2 separate regions of the Anser cygnoides genome follow, and region 1 is linked to region 2. Evidence: chromatin contacts called from public Hi-C data. All regions are on one chromosome and are shown on one strand. The core of a region is the stretch at or near the end of the contact, and the rest is flanking DNA. Distances in the headings are between cores, read along the strand shown. Region 1 overlaps NRIP1 (nuclear receptor interacting protein 1). Region 2 holds the start of LOC125180811 (basic proline-rich protein-like).

Region 1 (5,543 bases), core at 758-3,257, 57 kb before region 2:
ATTTCTTCACAGCACTACAATAAAATTGTGCATTCCTTGGATTTGGTGGAATAACTGTACATACATGTTCAGTGATTTGTCATGTAAGTAATTTTATGTTATTTTAACCAAGAATTGGTTTCACAAAGGCCAAGCTACACCTGATTAAAAGTAAGGCACAGTTTTTATTGCCAGTAGTGGTTGTGTTCCACTTGGGACCACGTGTCCCATGGCTAGCTGTAAATAAGAGCCACTTTCATGACTTTCAGCAGAATAGGTTTCAACTAACAGAAAACACACACAGTAATTTGACAGTAAGTTGAAGTATAGGATCACACTCATGCAGTTTTCAATTATATGTTTTTTTAAAAAAAAGTATAAATCCATGTTAAAAGTCCAGGTGATTTTTTATTTTATTTTATTTTTTTAAGTGAAAGGACAACATAGTTTCCATTTTAATTAGAGATTTCAGCCTTTTGCGGGTCATGTTTCTAAAGGCTAAGGACACAGAAAAAGCTCATATAACTTCTGTTAAGTGGGAAAGGAAAAATCTGCATTACCAATAAAGTTTCTTGTAGTTTAATTACAATTAAAAATATATATATTTTTTCTCTAAAGCAGCAATAAAATCGAGCAAAAATGAATATACAATGTAAGAACCAACTTTAGTGAAACCTGGAGAGAAAAAGCTAACAACATCCTGTACAGAACATCACAAATTCCTCATTTTACCAGTGGGCCAGAGTTAATCTGCAAACATTCATAGCAAATCCCCAACTAAAACAATAAAAACCTTTTAAGTCACATAGATGTATACAGAGATGAATAGACAATTAATGATACTCTCAAACTTTAGGAACTGGGTTGCAACTCATCCTGAGACATGAGTCAAATTGACCTAAGTCATGAGTCAAATTAGAACAGTTAAAATACTGACTTCACTAAAAAACAATGCAAACTATGACTCTGTATACACTTCAACAAAATCGTGGTAGGAACAGTGGAAGGCTGGCAAGGGCAAGTGTTTTAACTACCCCTTAATACACGGGCATGAACTTTGAAGTAATTTCTCAAATTTTATGTTGATAAAAATGACAAGCATTTTAAGCAGAAAGATGATATGCTGTCATGAAGTTGTGGAATAGAGCTTTTACTAATATGTTTTATATCTGTCTTTCATGAGTGCTATATGAAGGACATAATTACAAAATAGCAATATATAACTGTTTATCATTACTGATTGTTCCATTAATGTCAAGAAAGTTGAAATACTTATACACATTTTAAAACAATATAAAACAAAACAACACAGATGTACAATTGATTCTAAGTGTGTGATTTTCCACATGCAAGAACATAGCCAGCAAAATGAAAGACCTATTAAAAATAAACCTATCATCTCTTACTTACATGTAAGCATTAGCTAATTTGGGACCGTCTTTCATAGTACACGTCAAACCAACAACTTCACTAAGCCTTTATAAAGCCATATGCCTACAGTGTCAATTACAAAACCAGCTTCACGTCCATGTTAGCATATGTCTAAAATTAAGCCTGTGCTCAAGAACCCTGCTGAACATGTGCAGCACTGGTGAATCATTAACTGTCTGCTTGTGAGTCCCATCCCTCTGTAGAAAAAAAGAGTCAACCTCAGTCACCATGAAGAACTCTAATGAATAAAACAGACTAGTTCAGAAGCTGCACATTTAAAGGCATATAAAAACACAGTTCCACAGGAATTTGTCTGATTTAAGCATGAAGCTACTGCCAAAACATGTAGCATTGTCTTGCTCTATAAATTTTCAGCTGCTTGCTCCTGCTCCCTTCCTTACATTGACACATATTCCTATAAAAAGCTCCTACAGGACAAGCAGGACTAAGGACCTCATTGACACCAAAGTGAACCCCAAAGAAGCTGTTGACTGGTTGTTTCACAGTCCTCCATGTGGGGATGTGTGAATGCTGGAGTGGTGTGGGGAAGGACAAAGGGCAGGACCTACGTCTATAAGTGCCAAACCACACTTTTGTCATATGAAAGCAAACGCAGTATTGCCACTGCTGAGATTCTCTAGATGGAAACCACCATCTCCAGGCAGAATGTCTCTACTGAACACTGAAGAGTTCACTAGTCAGACGAAGATACCTTTAAGAAGCATTTCCTGAACAGAATTAAATATATATATATATGCATATATATCTCCAATGTGTTCTTTTCAGTCACTGTGAAATTTGAAAAGTTCACTGAAAATAAAATAAATCAAATTACTTTTATTTTTATATTATAGTGAGGCATCCCCTGAAGCCGCAGTATAAATCCTATTAAACTGAACTTAGCTTGTCCATCCCAAAAATAGATTTGACATACAAACACAAACACAAGGTCAAGGTCACAGATCAGCAAGAAAGACTACAAAGAGGACTGATGTAAGAGCTGGCATTTGATCAAAGCTCCTAAATTATTTATTTATTTAGTATGCTTACCAGAAATACCACATTTTCTTCACATTGGTGCATTACATGTTTTAAGTATTCCCCACCTTTGAGAGCAGCTGACCTGGGCTTATTTATGTTAACAAGAGATGTTAGGCAGGGTATCAAATAAACTAAGGAACGGCTCTTACGTTAAATGAAAACAAAGTGGAAGACACCCCTTTTTGCCATCTTTTTTCACTATTTAATACATACTAAATCAGAAATTTGAAAGGAGAACCCTCTCAGAAGTATAGGACATGGTAGTAAGACCACTGCTAAAGAATAAGATTCTCAAGTTTATAACTCTGAGTCACTTAATACAGCAACTGTATATTTGGATGTGCACTCCCAAATACAACATTCACTCATCTATCCTAACTAGCTGTGAGCACAGCATATATTTTTCAATTAAAAAAAAGAACCTTGTAACATAAGGTCCCTGCAGAATACAATCAAACTAACCTCTTCTGTAATCAGGACATTTGCCTCCTAGAAAGCTGCTTTAATACTGAACACTGAGTAAGTGAGCAGATTAAACACAGTAGCAACAGTTGAAAGACTCATTCAAACTCAGCAGCTGAAAATAGTTAACAATGGAGGTCATTTACTGATCTATCCATCCATTCACTCACTCAGTGATATGTTCCCAAACCTTTAACCACACACTGATAAATAATCATTGTACAGATCATGTCCACCAGACACACCTTCTGACACAAACAGAAGAAAGATGAGGAGTCTTGAGGAACACAATGTCATAACGTTCAAACATGTAACACCATCACAAAGTTTCTGTAAGTACATTATAACTAGCAATCTGAAGAACAGGATGGCTTGTACTCTGAGTCTCCACTTTCAACACCAGCAGCTCCGATGTTAGTCTAGACATGACTGGGAGCAGTTTATATTTAGACAGAGCGCTATGTCTATAAATAGGACTGTTCGTGTTGGTATAAAGCTTTCGTTGGAACTCATTTGGGCTAACCTGTTTAACTCATATGTGGGACTCTCAGGCATCACCGGTAAAACCTTTATGTCATTACACATCCATCTATCATCTCATTTCTGTTTCAAGATTTGTTTACTAATTTTTCTCAGTCTAATTTTTGTACAGATATTACATTTGTAGCACTCTACCTGTTTGATTGGGTTGGCTCAGTTACTAATGAATAGCCCTTAAAGGAAAAGGGCAAGAAAAATAATGCCAGCTAAGAAGACTGCTCCTTTTTAATAACATCCTTCACGTGAGTTAGATTGTCACTCCTTTCAGCTATAGTCAGCTATAGTATTGCCTGAGCTACTGCAGACACACAAATCACTCCTGAAGCCTTGCATGCGAGCTTCTCAGCACAACAGCATAGGTGTTTTTAGCTCTGATACTGATTCATGAGATCTTAAAACAGTCACTGGTTTAAGATCAAACTGAGCTAGGTTTTAGACCTCAGGGCAATACAATTCTGCTAACCCTTTTCTAACCCCTTTGAGCAAAATGGGAGAAAAGTGGAGTAGTTTTTTTTTTTAATGGAATTTTTATCTTTCCTATTCTGTAAAAGTTTGAGAAAGTTTCTCAATGCATTGAAGTGTTATAAAGAAAAATAAATCTGGTGTCCTACGATGGGGTTACAGCATTAGTGGATAGGTGAAGAGCAACTGACATCATCTACCTGGACTTCTGCAAAGCATTTGACACTGTCCCCCATGAAATCCTTGTCTCTTAAATTGGAAAGACATGGATTTGACTGATGCATCAGTTGATGGGTAAGGAATTGGCTGGATGGTTGCACTTGAAGAGCTGCAGTCAGTGGCTCAATGTCCAAATGAAGGGAAGGGATGCCATCCAGAGGGGCCTGGACAGGCTTGAGAGGTGGGACTGTGGGAACCTTATGAAGTTCAACAAGGCCAAGTGCAAGGTCCTGCATCTGGGCCAGGATAATCCTGATCACAAATACAAACTGAACAGAGAATAGACTGAGAGCAGCCTTGAAGAGAATGACTTGGGGGTGTTTGTTGACGAGAAGCTCAACATGAGCTGGCAACGCGCACTTGCAGACAAAAAACCAACCATATCCTGGGCTGCATCAAAAACAGTGTGGCCAGCAGGTCAAGGGAGGTGATTCTCTCCATGCTCTACTCTTGTAAGATCCCATCTGGAGTCCTGAGTTCATCTCTGGGCCCCCCCGCAAAAAAAGGACATGTACATATTAGAACAAGTCCAGAGGAGGTCCACAAGGATGATCAAGGGGCTGGAGCACCCCTCCTATGAAGACAGGTTGACTGAGCTGGAGCTGTTTAGTCTGGAGAAGAGAAGGCTCCAGGGAGACCTTATAGAGACTTTCCAATACCTAAAGGGGGCCTAAAGGAAAGCCTAGGGTATCTATTTCTCTATCAGGTAGTGTAGGGATAGGACAAGGGGTAATGGCTTTAAACAAAAAAGGGTTGATTTAGATTAGACATTAGGAAGAAGTTCTTTACTCTGAGGGTGGTGAGGCCCTGGAACAGGTTGCCCAGAGAAGCTGTGGATGCCCCATCCCTGGAGGTGTTCAAGGCCAGGTTGGATGGGGCTTTGAGCAACCTGGTTTAGTGGAAGGTGTCCCTGCCCATGTCAGGGGGCTTGGAATTAAATGATCTTTAAGGTCCCTTCCAACACAAACCATACTATGATTCTATGAAATAAATCAGGCAATGATTATGATTCAAGATCAAAGGTACCAGAGGTTCATTCAACATCCGCAGTCAGCTGCTTTCTCTCATTTGTCAAGAAAAACACACATGAAAAATATACAAGACATTTCACAACCAAAAATATTTAAAGAAACACATTAGTTTATATGTAGTATTTATCTGACACTTTAAACCAAGTCTACCTGGAGCCTAATAGCTTAAGTTTACAAACACAAAAATTCTAATGCACAACATTTATTTTATTTTTATTTTTTTTTTTTACTTTAATTGAGCTATATTACTGGGAACAATTGTTGGTTCAGTATCACAGTAGGTCTCCTCTAATGCTTATGTTATAGAAACTTTTTCTTTAATCATTATAACCAGATCAAATAAAATCACAACTAAAACAAGTCAGCAGCACTTTTTTT
Region 2 (5,278 bases), core at 175-2,674:
TTCTCATCTGTTTATTTTTATATTTTTTTTTACCCTAAGACCACTAGGGGAGAGAAAAAAAAAAAACACAACAGTCCAATTTGGTTACTTAAAAAACATCCATCCTGCGTGGTTCGGCATTTGAAAGCATCTTATATTGTGTGCATGCATGATACAGAAAAATCTTAAAGCCACTGACAGATCTCCCTCATCCGATAACTCAGAACTGCAGGCCAGTCAAACAAGAGGTCAGTTTTCACCCCAGCCTAAAACATGCAGTCACTACTTGTTACTTCTTCCTTCCTGCTCAACAAAACTTATACCTGTGTATGTGTACATGTATATACACACATACATGTATTAATATATATACATAATATATACATTGATATATACACACACACACAGAACACATGCATTTAACTCACAAAAAAACTGTCTTGCCTTGTAGTCTATCCCTGGCCATACAAACGCTGATAAAATAACAAGAGAGCCCTTCTCAACCACAAGTTTGGGAAGACAAATGCCCCAGACAGCAGAAGTCACAGATCTGCCCAAGCACAGCTCTGAATGAGAACTTTTGCTCTCCGAGACGTCCGCTCCGGTTGCCCATACAACAATTACTCAGATGCCACTAGATCAGATTTAAACCACAAAATACTCCCAGCTCAGAAAGCATGTGTCATACGGCTTCTTAATGTGTCACTTTATAGTGTGTTCAGCCAGGCCCACGAGCAGCGCTTCAGGTTGGACTATTAAAGGTTTCCAGCACTCACTCAGGGATACCCCATCTTTCCTCCCTACGGATCTTTGTAGGCTATATCTGCACGCTTTGTTAAGTAAAGCCTTGTAACATCTCTGAACATTTATTGTGCCATGACTCAGTTAAATTCTGATCAGCCAAGGAGCTCTCAGGCACCGCAGGCAGGTCCTCCTACACGAAACGCAGAGCGGTACGGTCTCCAGACTCCAGAAAGATGATGCAGAAGGGGACAACTTCTACTTCAGCTCTCCTAACACCAGCACACTGCCAAAGCCAGAAATTCCCCCGTTTTTTCAACACCTTCAACATGCATCAAACATTTCAGCTCGATTCTCCTTTAAATTAAAACATTGTGGATCGGAATCCACAACAAGATATAAGAAAGGAACAAAACCGATGCAGCAGAGGCACGGTGCTGCCCCTCATTTTGCCCACGCTCTCTTTTTACCCTCATTTTGCCCTGCGTCTCCTCGGGCTTCCCTTTGCTCCCAGTTAATTACCGAGCGGCACTCGCACAGCACCAGCCGCCTCCACCACCTTCCGCAGGGATACGGCGGGGGGGGGGGGGGGTGAAGAAATCACCTTTAAAGGGCTTCGGGGACAGGAAAACACGCCTGCAAAGTAACCTTTAGTCTAGAAGGGAAACAGCGACGTTCCCGCGGGGCCGGCGCGGCGGAGGCGATGAGGCGGCATCTTCATGGGCACCCGCGGCCGCCCCGACCGGCGGCCGGGGGAAAGGGGGCGGGGGGCGCCCGCAGGTGGGGCTGGGCGGGGAGGCAGGACCGAGAGGGAAGGGAAGGAGGCAGAATACGGCCTCGGCGCTGCCCCGGGCGGAGCCTCGCCGACCCTGGCCTCGACCCTGGAGGTCTCCCTCCAGCCAGCGCTCGGGCTGTAAAAGCCGCGGCCTCCCCTCGCTCACACAAACACACACGGCCCCCCAAAACTTCCAGCTCGCCCCGTAAGGGGGGCTCCCCCCCAAGAAGCCGTCCCCGCCGCGGCCACCCCTCGCGGGGCTCACCCCGGTATTGTTCGCTCCCCGCCGCCGCCCGGCAGCGCCGGCACGGACAAACACACGGACAGGCAGGCAGACAGACAGACAGACACACGGACACCGCTCCCCTCCACACACTTGCACACGCAGCACCGCCCGCCCCGCGGCGGCTCCTCCCGAGCGCTGCCCGCTGGCCTCCCCCCTGCCTCCGCCGCACGGCCGCGGCGCCCGGCCTTCCCCATCGCCGAGCCTGGCTCCGCAGGGACCCCGACCCGGGCACCCACCGGGCCGGGCCGGGCCGAGCCAAGCCGAGCCACCCCGCTCCTCCCCGTCCACCCGCACGTACGCGGCGAGCCGAGCCCGGCGAGGCGCCGCTCCCCTGCGCGGTTCGGGGCTCTGCTGCAATGCCTGCGAGGCTGACTTTCAAAGCCTAACCCGCAACAGCGATCCTCCCCGCCTTCCACCTCGCGCGGCGCAGCCCGGCTCCTCCTCCTCCTCCCCCCTCTCGCGCCATTCATCTCTTCAGCCAAGTTTCTTAACCCTTCTCTCACCCCGCCCGCGGGCCGGCACGGAGGGAGGCCGGCAGGGATGGAGGCAGGGGAGGCAGCACCCCGGCCCAGACCGGACCGGCCCGCCGAGGCTCGCAGCCCCCGGCCGCCAACGTGCTTGCGAAGAACGGCATAACGGGGAAGGGGCTTCTCGTGGTTACCGCTTCTTGCCGGCTCGGCGCTGGCATTTTCCGCCTTTCCTCCCAAAAGCACCAGCTGGAAACTTTTTTGTTTTCTTCTTTCTTCTCCTTCCCAACAAGCCTCCCGGAGCCTCCCGCGGCCCGCCCGGCACCCGCGGCGGCGGCTCCCGGGCGAGCCGGAGGCGGAGCGGGCCCGGTCTGCCCCCCTCCCCGAGCCTACACCGGCCTCCCCCGGGGCCTCCCCCCGCGGCCCAGCCCTCGCGGCCTGCGGCGCCCCGAGCGCGGCCTCGCCTGCCGCGGCCGGGGGGGCTCGGCTGGGGGCCGGGATGTGCCGCGGGGGAGGCAGCAGCTGCCCGCACCCCAAAAAAAATGCGGATCTGGGGAGCCGGGGCTGGTGGCCCCGTGCCAGTAAACAAGGAACGGGCGGCCTGGGACAGAACCTCCGAGAAGAGGCGGCCTCCATCTTGGTGGGTGGCATCCACGGCGGCCTGGAGGCAGCCTTTGCTGAGGGGGCTGCACTGGGGGCTGCTTTGCCGTCAGGCTCCGTGCCCGCCGAGGAGTGGGAGAGCCCCGAGACACGCAGCCGACTTGTCTGCTGAGACTAGACTGCAAAAAAAGTGCGTGACCCTAGTCACATCATCCATGTGCCTCTGCAGTGCCCGTGTTTAAAACGAGTCTCGATGCTTCGCGTGTTGTTTGACATAGGCTTTAGGAGACACATCATACTTCGCTTCTCTTAGATGTTAAAGACTGGAAAAGGAGAAGCAAATTTGTTTATGAATCAGTTATGAACTGTGCGATAATATCTGTGTCAACATATGCCAGTATTTTAGTTCTAAAAGTCATGTAAAATAATTACAAGTGGTACATTCAAACATCTTTTCAGGAAAAAAAAAAATACCGTTAAAGAACATATTAATTTCCACTTTAAAGAAAGCAAAAGGGAGTCACGCTTGTGAAAAGCCAAGTGCTTTAGCTTACAGATACCATGACTGAAAGTAGATGTAGGAATGTGAAGCAAAACCTCTTTTGCTTTGGAATGCACGGATTGTGTACAGGCTTAGAGCAGAGCGAGTAATGCACTACTTGACCTATTTTTTGTAAGCCAATGAAAGATTTAGGTTAACTTAATCATCATGTGATTTTAACCACTTTTTTTCCAGAAAAGCAGCAGCATTTTCTAAAGCTACTGCGTGTCACATTATATATACATGACAGTCTCTTTGAGGGAATGTCTCACAACACAAGCTGATCGTGCTTCCAGTAAAACACTGATTTTTGCTCTTCATTTGCATAGTAGTGTCATTAACTAATTCTCATAAAGAAATGATCTTTAATTTTTTTATTTCTCAAAAAATCTTTATCTCAAAAATGTTTCATTGTTAAGCAGCTGAATTGTCTAGGGGAAAGGAAATTTTCTCATTACTGCAGCAATTTAGCTGCTATTTCAATCAAGAATGTCTGTAGTAGAGACCTCTTTCATTCTTAACCTTAGGGAACTTATTGCATAGATGAGAGACCTACAAAACGAGGAATCCTGAACAAGCAACGGAAAAAATGCTCGTGTGAAATACTTGTTAAAATGCGTTTTGTTAGATAAAATATAGTTGGCTGAGGAAACAAGTTCTGTATGGTAAAATGAGATGAGATTGTATCAAACAATGCTATATATCGATTTAGCAGATTATTTCCAACCCTTAATATTCATATCACACTGAATTTTGCCCATTACAGTTACCTAAAGTATGAGAATCAAAACAAGTTAGGAAATAAATGCTCTGTACAAGTGAAGAACGTACTGCAGCACACAATGAAATCAGTCTCTCAAGAAGTATCAAAGTGCTGATGTGTATTTGTTGGCTTTTTCTCTGCAGTCTTCAACCAAACTTAAATGCACGCTCACTCTCCAAGCATAAAAGATGCGCGTCTACCAATGCACCTACCTATCTACTACCTGGGGGTGGTGCCTGTAACTTCACTTCACTATAGACATCGCAGAAGGAGACATTCTTTCAGTTCTTCAAGGGGAATTCTTCATTATAAGATCATCTGTAAATTGAAGGCCAATTATGACAGGAAAACATATTGGTTTTGGATTGGTCTTGGAAGAATTTTATATTTATAGGGGTTATGTTAGAAATCAATCCTAGAATTGCAAGCATGTAGATCTCTCACCATGTTTTGTTAGTCATAAATTCACATTTGGTAATAACAGTGAACCAATTATTTTTATATTCATAAATATATATAATAATATACATGTGCACTCACACACACTTTACAATTGCTAACCATCAATCTCAAAACAGAAAGCCATGATTTTGATCTATGAGAAATTCTGGCAAAATCTAAATGCAATTGTAATTATTACATTCTTGCAGTTCAAAAAATTAATCTTTGTGACTGTTTTAAAAATGGTTAAATAAAAATCTTGACTTACCCCAACTTTTCCTCTGGTTGCTGTGGTGGCTACAATAATGCATTTAAAATGATGAACAAAGCTACAGTTCCAGTAATGAAACATTGTCTTTATCTTATCTTGCTAAAAATAAAACATACGTCTGTGCCATACAGTAACAAGAAATATATTATTTTCAAAAAGAAAATAAAAATGCCATTACATGATTTCCAAATATGTTAATACTAATTATATCATCTTTAAATTGCATAAAGTGTTTTGAAGAGCTTGGGTGAACTACAGTTGCTTTTATTTTGGTTTTCTTTTCTCAGCCTCTCAAAAAACTAACGGCTCTGAAACTACCTTTTTCAATCAAAATAATTAAGGCCTTGCTTTATGACATGCAATCATCATATGAAAGGCTTGGGACATGGTTGAAAAGCTAGCTAGCTTTACTGA

Evidence for each region. A called contact is a pair of places that touch in the nucleus more often than the background predicts.
Region 1: a contact with region 2 is called in a Hi-C map of liver, with 5 times the contacts expected there. The contact joins the enhancer-like site here to the promoter of LOC125180811 in region 2. A contact is called at or near these places in 2 of 7 Hi-C or Micro-C datasets (both in liver).

What each region holds. Positions count from the first base shown.
Region 1 is chr1:81,158,720-81,164,262 of Taihu_goose_T2T_genome, reverse strand. All of the region lies in intron 4 of NRIP1 (nuclear receptor interacting protein 1), which reads right to left. Among named protein-coding and RNA genes, the nearest start is that of NRIP1, 93 kb to the right of the region's middle. Within about 2 kb of position 2,007, at least 1 of the 3 cell types and tissues checked has open chromatin away from gene starts, as enhancers often do. A contact at or near this core is called in liver, where this site is marked.
Region 2 is chr1:81,101,312-81,106,589 of Taihu_goose_T2T_genome, reverse strand. It overlaps LOC125180811 (basic proline-rich protein-like), which reads left to right and starts at 1,424. Exons shown (of 3, transcript XM_048052945.2): 1 at 1,424-1,633; 2 at 1,723-3,038; 3 at 4,296-5,278. The coding sequence starts at 1,424. The coding sequence ends at 4,410. All of the region lies in intron 2 of NRIP1 (nuclear receptor interacting protein 1), which reads right to left.